3 separate regions of the Pan troglodytes genome follow, and all the other regions are linked to region 3. A link is a contact called in public Hi-C and HiChIP or PLAC-seq data. All regions are on one chromosome and are shown on one strand. Each heading gives the region's core, a stretch centred on a gene start, on an enhancer-like site or on the middle of the called end of the contact. The rest is flanking DNA. Distances are from core to core; before and after follow the strand shown.

Region 1 (2,944 bases), core at 367-2,866, 170 kb after region 3:
TCACCCAGGCTCAGCTGGGCATTAACTAGGACGCTTGGCATGCCAGCCCGTTCGCCTCTGGCTGTCTGGCTCACCTCCCTGTTCCCAACCATGCCCTGCCCTTAGTGCTTGGAGGGAGTCCAGCTCCTGCCCCCTACTTCCCAGGATTTGGGGTACATCCAGGAAGCTGGCTTTTCTCCATACAGAGGATTAGGACAGAATGCTTTAGAAAGAATGCTAAGGTATGACTCAAACTTCCCACCATAGCATCCCTAGGGCCTGCCGAAAGTAACACTTTTTTGGAGTCTCCTATTTTATCTTAAAACCTTATGCAAATTTTGAGCTTCCTTGTTATACTATATTTACATTTACCTTTAACATTAAAGTGAGGCTTTAAAGTAAATAAATAAATAACGTGAAGCTTTAAAATTATCTATATCAAGAGAAGACACCATCAGTGAGGACAAGAGATCCTGCAGAAAGACATACCTTATTTATCCAGCCCTGCACCTGCTTGTGCCTCTGGGACATAAGCCCTGGAGGTTAGAGCAAGTCCCCAAATGAAGGGAAAACTAACATTGGTTTAGGATCTGTCTGTTCTACACAGCTATCTCATTTTATCCAAACTATAGCCTAAGAGGTTGGTGTTGTCATTCTTTCTTGTCGCTGTAGGAAACAAGCCCAGAGAGGTTAAGGCACACACCCAAGGGCACACAGTGTTAGGTGGTGGAGCTCAATTTGGAACCTCGGCAGTCCGTGGAAAGGATAGCTCTGCAGAAAGGAGGTCCCAAGCTTCTTTCCGGTTCTCAGCTGCTCCTGGGGCCAAGAGTGACCTCAGAGGCCTTGGCCATCCCCCCCACCTCCAAAGGTTGGCTCTGTAAGACAGCATTCCAGCTAAGCCATTTTCCCTCCCTTTGTCTTTGTTTCTCTTGAGAAGTTAATAAGAGAGACTGACCCCTCCGTTTTCAGATAGGAAAACCTGTCCTCAGGGGTCTGGAGACTTGGCAAAGTCACATCGCAGATCCCTGCTGCTCTGAGCCCAGACTCCCGACTTCCAACACTGACTTTTTTTGTTTTTGCAAAGTACAAAATCAGAATTGGCTAGCACCCACCAGCGGGTTCGGCTGGCTTTCAGTAGGCTTGCCGGGGTCTCTGCACTCTGTGTCCGGGATCCTCAGTTTGCGAATAGTCTGGGGAGGCTGAGCGCGAGCCAGGAGCGGACCCGGGGGTGGGGGGAAGCGCCACGTGCGCGCCAGGTCCTTGGTGTGCCCGGCAGGCGGCGCTGCGTGGCTGCGGCTGGCTCCGAGGGTGCGGGGGGCGGCGACCCGGGAGGGAAAACCCCTGCCTCTTCCCGGGTCTTGGGCTGCAGAGCCCCTACCCGGGGCTTGCTCTGCCCGTCCTTTAAACTCGCCCTACACCCTCCCCGACTCCCGTCCTTGCAAGCGTTATCTGCAGCCTCACCGGCCCTCGCAACGGTGGTGGTGGTTGGTGGGGGGTTTCGAAACTTGCCTCTGGCCAGCCGGACCCCGGTGGGAGATGGAGGCAGAAATTCCGGCCTCCTAGGAGAAGGGCGTCTGCTCACTCCCCCACTCCCCGGGGCTTGGGGAGGGGGCTGGGCAGGGGCGGAAGCGAGCTGGAGCCGTGTTTGTCGCGGCGCTGCGGAGTGGAACAGATGGCTGGGGAGGGGAGAGGGTGCGTGGCGGGGAGGAGGAGGGGTGCGGGGGCCGGAGGATAGGGAACGAGGAATTTCGAAGCCTGGAGTCTCCCAGGAGAAGCCCCCCTCCCCGTCTTTTCCCAGAAAGGGGGGCATATATGCGCCTGCCTTTTTCCCGGAGAGCCCTGGCCTCTGCCCTGTGGCAGACCCTGCCGCGCAATCCTCTGCCCCAGGGCGCGCCCCTCACCCCCAAACCCCCACCGCGGGACGGGGTGGCGGGGTCAGGACCGCCAGGAGCGGCCCGGGTCGCGAGGGTTAATGGGGCCGCCCTCCCAGGGGCGAGGAGGCGGCGGGAAACGGGCTCGGTGTGGGGAACGAGTTCTGGGATCGCAAATAGCAAAGGAAAAACATGTTAATTGGAGCTTTATGCAGATGAGCTAGGACTGGGGACTGTGGGGTAGAAGGAGGGACAAGGTCGGACCTCGAGGAGCGTTGGTGGGCTCTGGCCGGGGGAATGATGGACGCCTATCCAGGTATCTGCGTGTTGAGCCTCCCGGGAAGGCCGCTGGTGCCCGGGGATGAGAGGCTTCCTCTCTGACCCCCGCCCCAGAAACAAGGTGGGGGGCTCTCCAGGGTCTCCACGTCCTCGGTCTCAGATTGCCACGAAGAGAGGGCGGGGTGCACCCTGCAAGTGTCTGCTTCGGTTTCTGGCTGCTGACCTGTCTCACCTTGGCTGTGGCCCCCTCCTCCCCAGTCTGGCTTGGTCTCCACTCACTTTGCCTCCTCTATCTGTTATTCCCCACACCTGGCATCACCCTTTCCACTCGGTATTGTCTGAAACCTTCCCCAAGTGTGACCCCTTCCCCCTTTGCATTTTCCTTTCTGCCCCCCACAGAACCACTCCACCTTTGAGGCGTGTCTCAAACTTTGGAGTGCTTCATAACCCACCTCCACTTGCTAAAATGCAGATTCCAGGGCCCCCTTAGCTGTCTGATTCAGCAGATCTGAGGGGCTCAGGAATCAGCTTCCTACTTAAATCAGATGCAAAAGGCCCTTATTTTATAGAAACACTGGGCAAGGGATTGGTGGGCTGGAAAGATTGGGTAAGTCTCCTTTGACAGCCCCCACCCCTTCCTCAGTGCTCACCTCTCCACACAGGAGAATTGAAACTTTCACCAAGTGCAGTCCTCTCTGCTTCTGTATGATGATACCAGGCGTGGAGAAGATGGAGGGAGGGAAGGAAGGAAGGAAGGAAGGAAGGAAGGAGTCTGTGCCTGGCTCTTCTCTCTCTGAGCAGGGTCTTCCCTTCCT
Region 2 (3,197 bases), core at 92-2,591, 190 kb after region 3:
GGTTCCTGATACCCCTTCTCTAGTCACCATCCCCATCCTTCTCTGGTTTCTGATCTTTCCATTCTCCTTTTCCATTCCAGTCCCCAGGGTCCCAGTCCTGATTCTCTTTCCCGCTACCTCCATCCCAGGATTCTGGGTCCCTGTCCATAGTCTTCTTCCCATCCCTCCCCTGATCTGGTCTTTCCTCTCCTTCCCTCTTCCCACTTCCCTCCACGCTTTTCCCGTCTAACCTTTATTCCTTCTCCCCCTCCCCCGCTCCATCTCCCTCCTCCTTTGAGCTTCCCTCACCACTTTCTCCATCTTTGAGTTCTCCTTCCTATCCCTCTCCCCCTGACCCCTCCCCACCCCACCCCCAATCTCTGGCCCACACCCTTATCTGTCACTCAATCAGTAGAACTATCCTCTTTCTAGCGCCCTCCATCTCTCCTACCAGAGAGGGCCACTTGGATTTCCCTCTGCGCCTCCTACCTCCCCAGACAGCCCCCTACCCACATCTCCTGTCTTCCCAGGTGGCCAGAAAGTGCTGAGGCACCGGGCAGGAGGAGTTGCTGAGTCGGCGCTTCCCCAGCCGGCCCGAGTCCTCAGCGTCCCCCGGAGCAGGTGGAGCGGGGACAGCGGAACCTGAGCCTCCCTCCCCGCTCCGGGCCGGGTCCCCCTGCCCCCTGCGTCCCACCTCGGTCACGAGCTCCTCGCACGCGCCCGCGGGCTCCCAGCCAAGTGCCCTCCTGCTGAGAACAGCCCTGGCGGCGGGGGCGCGGCCCCAGCGCTGAGCTTTTCCCCTTCCCCAGGTTACCCCACCTCCCCAACTGCCCCACCCTCAATCCCTGAAAGAGGGGACGCCCTGCTTCTCTCCCCAGGATGCCCTCCGCTCTCCCGCCGCTGGCGTTCTTACCTTGCAGCAGGCGCCTGAGCCCGGGCAGCATCTTGTCTCGATGCTCGGGGGAGGGGGCAGCGGGGGGAGGGCGCTCCCACTCGCTCCCTGAGCCCGCCGGATGCACGGCGGGGACCCCGCGGGGCTCCGGGAGGGCCCGGGAGTCCCCGGGCTGCGTGGCCGGGCCGCGGCGCTCTACCCTGCGCCGCCCGGGCTGCGGGCCTCGGGAGGAGCCATCGGCCCCGACGGGACGGGGCGGGGCGCGACGGGGCGGGGAAGGCTGGGGCTGGCCGTCGACGCCCAGCGCCCGCGCCCCGCTAGCTGCGCTGTCCGCTCGAGAGTCCGTCAGTCTGTCGGTCCGTGTGCCCAGGCTGCTAGCCGAGGGAGAGTGGGGACAGCGAGGAAGCTCTTCCCAACCACCCCCACTCCTTCCCGCACTCGCTGGCTCCTCCCTCGTTTGCTGGCTTGCCGACTTAACCCTTTCTCCACCACTAGGAGGCGGGAGCGGCTTTCTAACCCCCTCCACCCCGCCCCCCCCCCCCCCCCCCCCCCGCTTAAGCGACCCGGAGGACTGTGTTCGATCGTCCTCTCGGCGCCACTCTTCTAGAGAAATCCCTTCTTGGGGGAATGCGGTAGTTTAGGGGAACCCCGTGGACTTGTCCTGTTCCCCCCTCCCAACTTTCCAGGAGAAGATGAGCTTCTGGGTCACCCCCTCCCCCGCCCCCAGCCGCGTCCCTCGCGCCAGTGTCCCAGCCTCCAGCATTTCTGTCCCCTGGGACAGCTCCAAGATTCCACTTTTCCTTCCACTCCCAGACCTCAAGCCCAGTGTGCGACTATAAGAATAGTATATGCAAGAGTTTGTGCGTGCAAGATCGAGTGCATATGAGCGTGCACGTGCGCGCAAGGATGCTTGTGCAGGTGTGACTCAGGATGCTTGCCCGTTACCCTTTGTACGGGCTTGGGGAAGCGGGGGGGCACGTGAGTGTGCACACGGGTGAGCCGCTGAAAGTCCGCCAGCGTGCATGTCTGAGCTGGTGGGAAACGTGAGGCTGTGCGAGGTTTTGCGCTTGCGATCTTGGGGATGGGTGGAAAGAAATATGTGCCCGGTGTGTGTATGCCCCTTAGTGCATTTACAAGCGGGTGCGAGATGGGCGCGCGTGCGAGTGTGTGCGTTTTTTTGTGTATGTATGATGTGTCCGGGAGGGGAGACCTTATCTCCCGCGGGGGTGCAGGAAAGGACCCAAAGCTGGGGAGAAGACTGTTGGCTTCGCGTGAACTTCCTCTACCCCCTTTTAAAGAGGGGCGGATTATGGTCTCACTGGAGCCCCTCTGGCCCTTCGTGGCCTGGTCACAGGCGGTATCAGCAGACCCATCACCTAGGCACTTCCCTACAAAGGCTGCAGGGCGGTTGACCCAGGTCTTGACTCGGCCCGGCGCGTCCGCGGAGCCGCCCCGGCGTAGGATAGGCTCGGGGCCCTCTGGGGAGCCGCTTCGGGTACGGTGGCCAGGCAGCGCTGGCGGGGTTGGGGCTGCTGGAGCCGCAGGTGCGGCGGTGCCGGGGCTGCTGAGCCCCCTGGGCTGCCGCTCCCGCGAGCACGAAAGCCCCTCGCCCCGCTGCCCGCGCCGCGGCTCCTCCTTTCCTATCCGTGCCAGGGTCCAATGCAGTGCCTGGCATACAGTCGGCTCTTGATAAATGTTGGTCTTATTCTTCCCATTCATTCTCTGCTCCTTCCACGGTCTCTCGTTCTTCTCGCGTTCTCATTCGATTTCTCTGGTTTTCTCCTCCGACTCTTACTCATATTTCGTGGTCTCTGTCTCTCTGTTCCCTCCCTCCCTCACTCTCTCTCGGACCTTTTCTGTCTCTACTCGTCTGTTTCCCTGCCCGGTCTTCTGTCTTTCTCACTGTCTCTCTGTGTCTTCGTCTCTCTCCTCCTCCCCGCGGGGCTCCCTGCGTCTCTGTCTCTCGTCTCTGTGTGTCTCGGTGTCTCTGCCTCCCTTTCTCTCCCCCTCTTCCCCAGTTTCATTCCCAGGCTCCCGGCCCGCGGGCACCTCGGCTCTCGGGTGCCCCCTGCTGGTTCCATTTTCGGACCTTCTCGGCCCCCCAGCTCCTCTCTGTGCCCCTAAATTTCCTTTCCCGCCCCTCTCGTTTTCGGATCAGGTAGAAACAGAAAGAAAAGTCTCTGGGGCTCCCGTCTTCCCTCACCCCGGGCTCCCCCTATTTCCAGGAGGCAGGACAGGACCCTGCGTTTCCCCAGGACCCACCCCGACTAGGGCCTGCGCCTGGGGGGAGGGCCTGGAGGCGGCGGCGGGGAGGGAGTGTTGGGGG
Region 3 (2,767 bases), core at 74-2,573:
TCACATGATAAAGGCAAAAGAAAGGAAATAAAATGAAGATATTTTCTTAATACAAGTGTATATATGCACAAACATGTTCCTAACAAAAGGAGGAGGAAATACTCATGACAATTACAGTCCTCATTTCTGCAACTGGTCACATGGTCATAGTTCGTATTGATGACTACCTTCTTCGATTACCCATTCTGAATTCCATTTGCCTTCAGCAAGCACCTCAGCAGATTATGTTTTTTTACCTGATGGAGTGACCCAAACCTTCATTCCTGAAGGGTCTGGGCCATTTGTCATCCTGCCTGGATTGGGCTGTTGCAGTTTCCCATTGACCTTAATCACAGGGCATGGTAATATTAAGAGACGCCCTACGTGATCTCCTGTATTCCACGCATCCTTCCTTACCTCCATTGTGGAGTAGTAGACTGATTTCATCTTGATAGTCTGGGTCAAACACTGTAACTCCCTTCTTAGCAAGTTGGCTTAAAAGTAAGAAGAGCCCAAAGTGGCCGGGTTGCAATCTTAACTTCCAGCTTAATGGAATCATTGTTGTGTCTCTTGGTGGCAGCATTCCTCCCTCTGGAACTAAGACCTCTAGGCCAGCAGAACATAATGCCGTGGAAACAACCGCTATTTTGGAAACATCTAAATGCACGGGTCTGCACTGGACATTGCAGTCCTGGGATATAGAGAGTAATTTCCCAGAAGGCCTGTCTCAGGAAGTTTACAGCCCAATAGAGAACTTCATATAATGTAGGTGTCTCCATTCATGAAGCACGCATAATTTGGAGGTAGCTGTTAAGGGGTTCCTGCATGCAAAATGTCACATTGGGTCTATTACTCCTTCAGGAGTATTAAACCAAGGCTTTGAGGCTTGGTACAAGTTTGGGGGCACAGTTTGCCATCCATGACAATTAGTACATCTGTCTTTTCCCTGCTTCAGGGCTGGTGTCCAAGCTGAAATGGGAAAGTGTATCATCTTAAATGTGTGTGTGCTCCCTCACTCTGCATCCATCTCTTCCTTCACCAGCCTTGCCACCTCCTTTCCTCCAGCCCTGCCACCCTCACTGCATCCTTGCCCAGCCCTGTCCTTCCCCCAGGTTCTTCGTATCTCCTTGGCCACACTGCCTTCCTCCTTAACAACCTGCCTCTCCCCTTGCCCACCATCGCCGCCTTGTCCCTCGGCCCCCACTCCTCTAGCCCCATCCCTTGATGCCTACCCCCTCCCTTCCTTCCGACCCGCCTCCTGTGTCTCCCAGCCCTGCTCTGACGTGGGAGGTGAGGGGGGGTGGGGGGGATGGATGACTCACAGTGTTATGATGCAGTTCCACAACACACAGCCACATTCACCCACAGACCGAGGTACAGAACGAGAGACAACCTCTGCCCCCCCAGCAGCTGGCCAGCTTTGCAGCCCCAGTCTTGAGCCCCCAACTACCCTCCCCCCACCCACCCCCATCCCCTTCCCAATTGAAGGAGCGGAAAGAGAAGAGAGAAGAGTGAGCAGAGAGATTGAGAGATTGAGAGAGAGAGAGAGAGATAGACGGAGATCTCTGGAGCAGACCTCAAGGTGAGGGGGCAGCCCTTCTCCAAATGAATTTTTTTCTCTTTGCAAATTTCCTCCTCCTGCTGCGTGTTGCTTTCTCCCCTTTGCAAAAGCATTATTCATCCACCCTTTGTCCTCCCTTCCCCCTCCCCGCTGCCTCCGCTCCTCTCTCTCGGTTCCTCCATCCCTCTCCAAGCTCTGACGATTCCCGCACTTATTTCCCGGCAACTTTGGCTGCAGCATCAGGCATCACTGTTTATTGTTTTGCTGCTGGTGCAGACCCCCAAAGCCTGCCCTGGGAGCTGGCGGTGCTGCTAATTATTTGGACCATACCATACTGAGAATACCAGCCTGGGGGGTGCCAAAACCTCAGAGCAGATGAGAAAATCCATTGTGAGCAGGTGTCCCCCCCTTTCCTTTTCCCCCCTGAGAAGCACGAGATTCGCACCTGGTTCCTCCAGCCTCCGCCTCGGCGCCTCTGCTGTCAGCTGTCAGTTGCCCCCGCCAGCCCTCCCTCTCCCCTTTCTCCTACGGTCCAGCCCCGTCTCACTTCAGGGGAACATCTCTCCCCAGCACTCGGCTTGCCTTTGTTTTTTCTCCAGTCATTTGCCCAACTTGCTTCTCCCTGTGATCCGAGATGGGTGAAAAAATGACCCCTACTCCCCTTTGTGATTCTCTGGCCTTCTGTGCAGCCTTTCCTTGGCTTGACTGGGAATTAGGGGAGAGGGAGGGAGGCGTGACGGCCGGAGGCTGGAGAAGGAGCTCAGGATTGGGGACCCAAGCTGCCCCATTCCCCATGCCCCTTGAAGAAGGTGTTTCAAGGTGGTGCATGTCAGAGGGGAACTCGCTGGCAAAGTTGAAGGCAAACCTGTGAAGCAGAGACTGAAAGGTGGTCTCTTGGCGAGGAGGGCCCGTTTCCTGCAGCCGGAGCCCAATGTCACCCTGAACTCAGCCCAAGGTGTCTTCCTGGGGCCCAGTCCGGAGGAGAGGACCTGAAACTGAAGATAGTCTCTATGGAGGTTTTGCGGAGAGACTGCCTGGCGGCCTTCAGAGAGAGTGGAACAGCTGGGTGCTTGTGGCCACTGCGGAGGACAGGACGAGGAGAGCCTGTATGCCCTGGCTAACCAGAGCCAACACTGCCTCTTCTCTGCTTAGTGCTCTAGCATTGCCAGAGTGCCCAGCTGGCATCTCTGAACCAGACTTAGGCTAACCACCCACAGTGGGCTGGGA

Evidence for each region. Hi-C and Micro-C count contacts between places; a contact is called where the count stands out from the background. HiChIP or PLAC-seq counts read pairs in DNA pulled down with a chosen protein or histone mark.
Region 1: a contact with region 3 is called in a Hi-C map of stem cell-derived neural progenitor cells, with 4 times the contacts expected there. The contact joins the enhancer-like site here to the promoter of YPEL4 in region 3. A contact is called at or near these places in 2 of 7 Hi-C or Micro-C datasets (induced pluripotent stem cells and stem cell-derived neural progenitor cells) and 1 of 1 datasets of contacts at active chromatin or transcription factors (stem cell-derived excitatory neurons).
Region 2: an H3K4me3 HiChIP or PLAC-seq map of stem cell-derived excitatory neurons shows a contact between it and region 3, with 4 times the contacts expected there. The contact joins the promoter of RTN4RL2 here to the promoter of YPEL4 in region 3. A contact is called at or near these places in 1 of 7 Hi-C or Micro-C datasets (induced pluripotent stem cells) and 1 of 1 datasets of contacts at active chromatin or transcription factors (stem cell-derived excitatory neurons).

Annotation. Positions count from the first base shown.
Region 1 is chr9:59,755,018-59,757,961 of NHGRI_mPanTro3-v2.0_pri, reverse strand. No RefSeq gene overlaps it. Among named protein-coding and RNA genes, the nearest start is that of RTN4RL2, 23 kb to the right of the region's middle. Within about 2 kb of position 1,616, at least 10 of the 24 cell types and tissues checked have an H3K27ac peak or open chromatin away from gene starts, as enhancers often do. A contact at or near this core is called in induced pluripotent stem cells, stem cell-derived excitatory neurons and stem cell-derived neural progenitor cells, where this site is marked.
Region 2 is chr9:59,732,110-59,735,306 of NHGRI_mPanTro3-v2.0_pri, reverse strand. RTN4RL2 (reticulon 4 receptor like 2) reads right to left here and starts at 1,341. Exons shown (of 3, transcript XM_016920901.4): 1 at 893-1,341. The coding sequence starts at 923.
Region 3 is chr9:59,921,820-59,924,586 of NHGRI_mPanTro3-v2.0_pri, reverse strand. YPEL4 (yippee like 4) reads left to right here and starts at 1,323. Exons shown (of 5, transcript XM_508436.7): 1 at 1,323-1,561.